3 separate regions of the Mus musculus genome follow, and all the other regions are linked to region 1. The links are chromatin contacts, called in public Hi-C and promoter capture Hi-C maps. All regions are on one chromosome and are shown on one strand. The core of a region is the stretch at or near the end of the contact, and the rest is flanking DNA. Distances in the headings are between cores, read along the strand shown.

Region 1 (2,627 bases), core at 36-2,535:
GGGAGAGATGATGTAATGATATTATAATCTCAAAAGAAAAAAAAAAGTTTAAAACAAAAAAGAAAAGGAAATTGGCGCTAACACCTGCCCTGCTTGCACCCTGAGTTGAAAGGAGAAAATTCTGTTGAAAATCCCACGACAACTGGGGACAGCTGTTGGTGGCTGCACCACCCGATAATGAAGGAGCCATGCTCACATAGTCAGGGGCATGCAGGAGCAAGGGGTGCTGGGTTCCCACAAGACAGGGACTCCATAAAGGTAGGTGGCAGGCTGCTCTGTCATGGAACTGCTGTGGCAGAACCAGCCAATCTCTGGGTCCTTTCTGGGCCCCAGCATCAAACCCCAGCTTCCTCTGGCATCCTCTGGCATCCTCTGATATGCTACCCAGCCCTGATGGAGGTGCTTACTCCTTTGTGTCTCGGCTCCCTTATGTATAGAACGCGCATGATCATAACGGCTTACTAAGCCTTCCTGTGCACCAGGCCTGTGCTTACTACTCCACAGTTGCTGCCCCGCTGACCTTCACCATCTCCCCAAAACCACGGTAGGTTTATCGTATTCCCAGTGAGGCTTAGAAGGAAACGAACTCGGCTTGTTCTCCATTCCTCAGCTCTTTTAGGACCTGTCTGCAACTTTGGTGACCACATCTGAGTAGAAATGATTTAAGAGCCTAGGTGACATACACAGGAAGGACATGGGAACAGCAGGAACAAGGTGGACATTACCAGCTTCATCAGGCGCCTCACCAGCTCACACATGCACACACACACACACACACACACACACACACACACACACACACACACACACCCTTACCACCTTGGGATCTATGCCAGTCACATCTTTAGCAGCCTCTGTACTCCACACAAGAGGTGGAGATATGCCAAAGGAAAAGGGCCCAAGCCCAGCCCACTTCCTCCTTGGGGTCCAATTGCCACATTCTGAGCTTGTTTTCCTCCCACCCCTGCCTCAGTAACAGGCTCTATCCGTTTTGGCCAAAAGCCCCTGGCTGCAAAGTGCCAAGAGAAGTGAAATCTCCCGCTGAAGAATTGAGCATGCCAAGCTCTGGCCTGGGGCCTTGGCTTCCCACCATGTGCCCACCCTTCACTTCAGAGCTTGGTGTATACGAGTAGTCCTTTAAGAAAGCTGGTGTCACAGGCCTGAGAGAGCTGGATCCATAAGGGAGTCAGGCCCCGCCCCGCGCAGGAATGTCAGAACATCAAAGGATGGGGGCGGGGCACAGAGTGGGGTCACGGGGCTGCGGGCCCCTCGAGAGGACTTAAGCTCTCACTCCCCTGGCCAGCCGGGGCGCAGGCTCTGAAGCAGGGATGCTGCTGCTGTGGGCACTGCTGTTATGCTGGGGGGTGCTGCCCCAAGCCCGAGGGGCAACCCACACTCATCTCTTCCTGCGGATCAACAATAGCCAGCTGGAAACAGGTGAATCTCAAGGAATGAGCTTGAAGAAGCATGACTTTGGAGAAGGCAGAGCAGTGGACAAGAGCTCTGGGCTTCTTCCCCTCTGGTGTCCATTTACCAGCTGCCCACAGCTGCCCTTGCCCCTCCTCTGCTCTCACACTTGCTTTGCCTCCCTCTTGCCATGAGCAGTCCTCACCCTGTCATTCAAACCCTCCAGTGTCTCCCTTGCCTCCTCTGCCCACCACGTAGAGGTCACTAGAGGTCACGCTGCCTCTTTGGCTGGTGTGGGCCCATCCCCCTTTCTCTCCTTCTCAATGTAGAATGCTCTGACTGGGCTTGGCAGACAAAGTCCTTACCACCTCTCCTGCAGAAACATCCTCTGATCTCCCTGTAGCAGTCAGGTCTCTCCTGGCTCCCACTGCCCTCTGGTAAAACCTCTTCAATGGCCTTATCCAGACATACACCTGCTAACCTGTCTGCCTGCCTGCTGTTCTCCCTGCTGCTTGTCTGCGGGGCGCTTCTTGTCACAGCTTGGGGATCTGTGACCTTGGAGGCATTTGCATGGGCTGCTGCTCTCCCTAGACTTAGGTCTAGCTGAGTTCTTTCTCCTTCTTGGGGTGTCTGCCCTAAGCCTCCTCCTTACAGCAGACCCTCATGTCCAAAGCAGGCCCTCCACACCCCAGTCACACTTAGAGTCTAAGTGTTTCTCTGTAACACTTCTAAAACTTACTTTACTGACTGGTATGAGTTCTAGTTTGTCTTTCTCCCTGACTGCCATGTCAACTCCAGAGCAGCAGCAGGAGCCACGCTGTTCCTTAAGCCCAGCAGACTGACCTATGGGCTGAGCTAGGTGGCAAGGCAAGGCTGAGCCAGGACAATGACTTAAGCACAGGAGTTTGAAACCAGCCTGGGCGATACATTGCGATCTGAGCTCTGGTCTCCTCATAAGAACTTGTTGCTGAATGGCTGTCTTATCTTCTAGCTGGGTTCAGGTGCCAGTGGCTATTTGCTGAATGGCTGAATGGACCCTGAGGAGTTTTTTTTTTTTTTTTTTTTTGTCCCCAGACATCTCAAATCTATTATCAGAGAACCAGGTCCTGGAGGGTATGATCAGGATGGCTGTGACTGGATCCCCAAGTGAGGGTGTGTCTGTCATGGACTCCCTGCCCTTCGTCAGAGAGGAGCTCGTTGACAAGAAGAGTGGGCTGGAT
Region 2 (2,627 bases), core at 94-2,593, 220 kb before region 1:
TACCAGTTTCTTATTTGTGTGTGTGTGTGTGTGTGTGTGTGTGTGTGTGTGTGTTGTTCGTGTGTGAGTGCAGGTGCACATATGATAGCGTACACGTTGAGGTCAGAGGATAACTATCAGGCGTTGTCCCCTCCTACTTTTCCTCGGACTCTGGAGAACAAACATGGGTCCTTATTCCAGGGGAGCAAGTGCCTGTTGGCTGACACATCTTGCTCACATACATTTTACCTAGACAATGGAGCCTCCATCAGAGTATTACTTTAGCTCCTCACCGATGGCAATGCACCACCTCTCTACCCACATAGGAGTTGGGTCTCCACACACCCCCACACCCCCTTCACCAAAACGTTTTCAGTTACTTTATCTGGTAAAGTTCATCAGAGAATGAAGCCAGTATTAAGAACATGGAATCATTTGGGAACCTGGATCTAGCAATACCCCACCCTAGATGGAGTTGCTGAGTTTTCACCTCAGATTATAATTCCCCCCTAGCTTCTATGGTTTATTCTGAAACCAGGGGAACTCGATTCCTCCCTTTGGACCACAGACATCCTGGCTTGTGAATTCACATGTCATCTACTGCTAATCCATTGGTAGTATGTGGCTCACAGAGACACACTACAGTCATGGCCAATGTCAAGGTAGGACAGATGTGAATCATTCCCCCAGTCCTGCTGTTTTCATGACTAACCCTCCTCAGCACAGTGACCATGAACCTACTTTTCCCCTCCTTTTATTTTTAGAATTGCTGGAATTTTCTATTTTGAGAAATAATAGCCTTGGGGCAGCATTAAACAAAATCATCTAGAAAGCTGGTTTAAAATACAGATGGTTGAGTCAGTGAAAGAGTGAGGAATGTCATTATTGGCCCCTCACAGAGGCTGGCTCACTCCAGCAGAGGTGGTTGAAGCTCTTGGACACGGGTCAGGTGCATAGGAAGGGTGGTCTGGGACACCTGAGAACCACAATTGAACAAACAGAAGCTGCTGGCTTTTTTTTTTTTAAATGAGTTCTCAAAAAATGACTGGGCTAGCTTAGGCAAATACTTCGAGCCAACCCAACAGAACATTCTTCCATTGATTCATTCTGGATCTTCTTTCTAGACAATACTGAACTGACCCCTTGTTGGCAGTCTCAAGTTTGACAACATAGGGCTTTGAACTTGGCACAAGGTCCATCACTGTCACCCAAGCATCCTGGGTGACCTTTGGGTTGGAATATCTTGGCTAACCTTAGATATTTTCTTTGGAGTATCTTTAGAACATCCAGGAAATAGGGCTTGATTCTCATCCTGGGACCACAATATAAGTCACCCTAGAATCCCAGGAGATCGTGCAGAGAAACAAGGATCTCTCTCGTGTGCATCCTTCTTCAAAGCAGTGAGTAGTGACTCCACTAAACTGAGTTCCCATCTGAGAGTCCACAGGAGGCTTTGGGGCAAGAAGCAGAGGGAAGGCACTGTTTGTGTTGGTAAAGTTTTGACTCTAACAAATTTGAAGACATAGATGACATTGTGTCAGACTAACAACAACCTAGACTCATGTGGGTTCTGTTTAGGGATCAGATTTTATTCATCAATGACTTGTCTTAGTGTATAGAGAAAGGCTTCCTACTGGAGTGTAGGCTCAATAATGACAGAAGAGATAGCTATTTCCCCTAGGGACTGTGCTGCTCCAAGTTTGGTGGAGAAAGGCAGTGGGGAACCTAGATGTGCTCTCTGGGGAGGGGGTCTGAAGCTGGCTTCATAGAAGGTGTGAAGTTTTGCTGAAACATCTAAACAGAATTATAGCTTAGGAAAGTGAGCAGGCAAGGCAGGGAATGTGTTGCATATGTATATGTACATGAATATATTATGTTATAGATACACACACATTTGAACCTCATTTGCAGATGACAGAAAATAGGTTATTTTGCCTCTCTTAACTGCTAAGCACAATGACTTCCAGTTCCATCCATTTCCTGAAATGCCACAATTTCATTTTTCATTGTGGCTGAATAAAATTCCATTGCAGACTGGGCCCTACTTCATCCACTCCTGAGGGCAGGCATATCCCCTGGCTCCATTTCTTACCTATTGTGAAGAGAAGTGCAACTGTCTTGTTGAAAGGCAAGCGTGAGAGAGGCAGGCACTAATTGTGGGTTTTTGTTTCTTCTTCCTGCTATGACTCTCCATTTGTCAGAACCAAAGATGTTCCAACTTGGGAGCCTTGTTGTCTTGTGTGGCCTGCTCATTGGGAACTCAGAGTCACTTCTTGGTGAACTTGGCAGCGCTGTGAATAATTTGAAAATTCTGAATCCTCCCTCTGAAGGTGAGTTAATATAGGTTCCTTCAGCTATCTGGTCCCAGGAGAAACTCTAATAAGTATCATGCCTGCAATTGCAGAGGCTGCTGGGAGAGGGTGGTGTTGTCTTTTGTGGGTGGTACACTGAGAAATGTGCTGCTATTCAACTCCTGCGTTGCCCCTATCTGTTTAGAAAAAAAAAAAAAAACAGTGCTGGGATGTTACCCTAAGAGACTTGCCAATATATATTGGCACAGGATAAATTCTTAAAAGTGAGATTCCAAAAATTTAAAAGGTTTGCATTTTAAATTATAGTAGCTGTTGACAAGAAGTCCCCTATCCCAG
Region 3 (2,627 bases), core at 76-2,575, 180 kb after region 1:
AATGGGAAGTGACTTGTGGAAGTTCACAGTTCTAGAACTCCAATGGCAGCCTAAATGAGTTAGGGAAGGAGTCAGTCGGTAAAGTGCTTGCTTGGCATCTATAAAGCTCTAGGCTTGATCCCCAGCACAACATAAACCTATTTTAGCAGCAGAGCCCAGTAATCCCAACACTCTGGAGGTGGAAATAGGAAGATTATATTCAGTGTTCTCCTCTGCTACATAGTGACCATGTGTCTAGCCTGGCATACATGAGATTGAGATCATGCCAAACACTTGTCAGTCTTGGAAACTAAGAATTCTCAGGAAGGAATGGCAACTCTGGGTTCACTCTCTCCATGTACCTGTTCATGTACAAATGGGCAGATGAGGAGACTCAACCCTAGCCATCAGGACTCCCAGCATAGGCAAACAGCCTCTGAAGCCCAAGATGTCTAGGTCCTTACTGGCCCCTTCTCTGCTAATGCCTGTGCCTCCTACCCATCTCTGGCACCCACATTGGGCTCCCAGACTCCAGGCCTTTACCAGTCTGCCTAGGTTGTGTCTCATGACTTCCACCTCCTTCTTGTTCTAGCAGTGTCCCAGGCCTCAAGTCCCTTTCCTTTCACCGCCGCCCCCGCCCCTGTCAGTCTTCCCGGGGACCCTCCTGCCCTTGGTACCCATAGCTACCATTTTGCTTCAAAACAGAACTAAGCACCAATGTCCTTGGTGCGCCCCCCCATCCTTCCACACTTGTGTCTTCTGAGTCACCTGAACTCCCCAAGCCCCTTCCGACCTTGGTGCTCTTCCCTCACTCTGTTCCTTCCTCCCCCGGAGACTCCTTTCCGCCCTAGACAGGTTTTCGTTTACCAGCCCCCATGACCCCTGAGCGCTCCGCAGCAGCACAGACAACACGACCCCGTGCCCTGGGTGCCCCACACCTACCCTTGATGCTGATGCCCAGCCCGCCGGCGTCGGCCTTGCGCACCGTCACGCGGCGCCGCTGGAGCAGCAGCGCTTCTGGCAGCTGTGGGGGCGCCGCGCCGGGCTCAGCGGCGCCGTTGAGCTGCGCGGGCTCCGGCTCCGGGCCGGGCTCGCCGTCGGCGGGACTCACGGTCAGCGCGTCCTCCGCCAGAGAGAGCAACACCCGCTGCCACCGCTCGCCACCCGCCCCGGAGCCCGCCCCGCAGCGCAGTTCCAGCAACCCGGTGCGCGGAGCGCGCCTGCCTGACGCCATCTTCGCCTCGAAGTCCCAGTACACTGCGCTCGCCCGGTCCCGCCGTACCCGGCCCGCTCCGACCCAGCGCCCAGGGCAGAGGGCGGCGGGGCAGCAGAGCCAGTCGCCACCCTACCCCGGCCTCGGGGGCGGAGCTTCGGAGGACAGGCTGTCGGGGGCGGGGCTAACGGGGGCGGGGCCCCGGGAGTGACTGAAGAGACGCTACCCGGTAAACTAAAGATGTGCAGCGGGATCACTTGGGAGTGGGTCAGAACCGCGTTCCCTCACGGCCACAGTTAGAGGAGGTTGAGGGTGGGGCGCTCTGCGGAACATAAAGGGGCCGGATTCTATGGATGGGGCAACACAAGGATCCAGTTCTGTGCGCCGTCGAGGATTGGACCGTAGCTCGTGGAAGCTGAAGGACAAGAAAAAGAATCAAGGATCCTGGGGTAGGGCTGCCTGTGTCAGGACCATAGGCTCCAGGGACTTTGCAGACAGAGTTAACTGGCAAACGAGCTAAGGAAGATGGTTTCTCACGTTTTGTGAGCCATGGGGAGAGGGTACCAGTAACAGTCTGTGGGCCTGACTCAGCTTAAGGGTGCAGCCTCTAAAGAGGTAAGCCTACCCACCCACCAGGAGGAGAAATGCCACTCCTTTGAGGGTTTGGTCCCATCACTTGAAGGTAGAGGCTGAAGGGTCTGCAAGTTTGAGTCCAGTCTAGGCTACATGAGACCCTGCCTTTAAAAAATAAAAATAAAAGTGAAAAGACATAAAGAGATAGAAGGCTCAGCGGTTAAGAGCATGGGCTGAAAAAAAAAAAAAAAAAAAAAAAAGCCGGGCGTGGTGGTACACGCCTTTAATCCCAGCACTTGGGAGGCAGAGGCAGGCGGATTTCTGAGTTTGAGGCCAGCCTGGTCTACAGAGTGAGTTTCGGGACAGCCAGGGCTACACAGAGAAACCCTGTCTCAAAAAACCAGAAGAGAGAGAGAGAAAGAGAGAGAGAGCATGGGCTGCTCTTACAGTGGAGCAGAGTAAAATTCACAGCATGCACATTGGGCAGCTCACAACCACTTGTAACTCCAGCTCCATGGAGATCTGACACCACTAGTTTCCTTGGGAACCTGTATTCACATTGCAAACAAGTACACCCATGCACACAAAAATAGTGAAAATAAATAAAATGACATATGATTTTATATATATATATATATATATATATATATATATATATATATGCAATACATGTATGTCACTTATTCTGTGTTTGCATGACACATGAGCTGGCTGATCTATGCTATCATTTGTGCCTTGGGTAAACCCTGCATAACTGAGACACATGAGTACTAAAAGCAGACCTCTCTTCTAACCTGGGTCTTTCTGGCTTCCAGGCTCACATCCCTCCTACTCCCTTGCCCTGCATGCATAGCAACAGGAG

What was found. Promoter capture Hi-C pulls out the DNA fragments that hold promoters and counts their contacts. A called contact is a pair of places that touch in the nucleus more often than the background predicts.
Region 2: a contact with region 1 is called in a promoter capture Hi-C map of stem cell-derived epiblast-like cells, with 3 times the contacts expected there. The contact joins the promoter of Bpifa2 here to the promoter of Bpifb5 in region 1. A contact is called at or near these places in 2 of 39 promoter capture datasets (stem cell-derived epiblast-like cells and trophoblast stem cells) and 1 of 9 other capture datasets (liver).
Region 3: a contact with region 1 is called in a Hi-C map of embryonic stem cells, with 5 times the contacts expected there. The contact joins the promoter of Snta1 here to the promoter of Bpifb5 in region 1. A contact is called at or near these places in 1 of 39 promoter capture datasets (stem cell-derived epiblast-like cells), 2 of 484 Hi-C or Micro-C datasets (the HL-1 cell line and embryonic stem cells), 2 of 115 datasets of contacts at active chromatin or transcription factors (embryonic stem cells and forebrain) and 1 of 9 other capture datasets (liver).

Annotation. Positions count from the first base shown.
Region 1 is chr2:154,222,457-154,225,083 of GRCm38.p6, forward strand. It overlaps Bpifb5 (BPI fold containing family B, member 5), which reads left to right and starts at 1,286. Exons shown (of 15, transcript NM_144890.2): 1 at 1,286-1,437; 2 at 2,482-2,627. The coding sequence starts at 1,329. It also overlaps a transcript of Cdk5rap1 not described here.
Region 2 is chr2:154,006,933-154,009,559 of GRCm38.p6, forward strand. Bpifa2 (BPI fold containing family A, member 2) reads left to right here and starts at 1,344. Exons shown (of 9, transcript NM_008953.2): 1 at 1,344-1,379; 2 at 2,181-2,309. The coding sequence starts at 2,189.
Region 3 is chr2:154,406,759-154,409,385 of GRCm38.p6, forward strand. Snta1 (syntrophin, acidic 1) reads right to left here and starts at 1,326. Exons shown (of 8, transcript NM_009228.2): 1 at 922-1,326. The coding sequence starts at 1,213.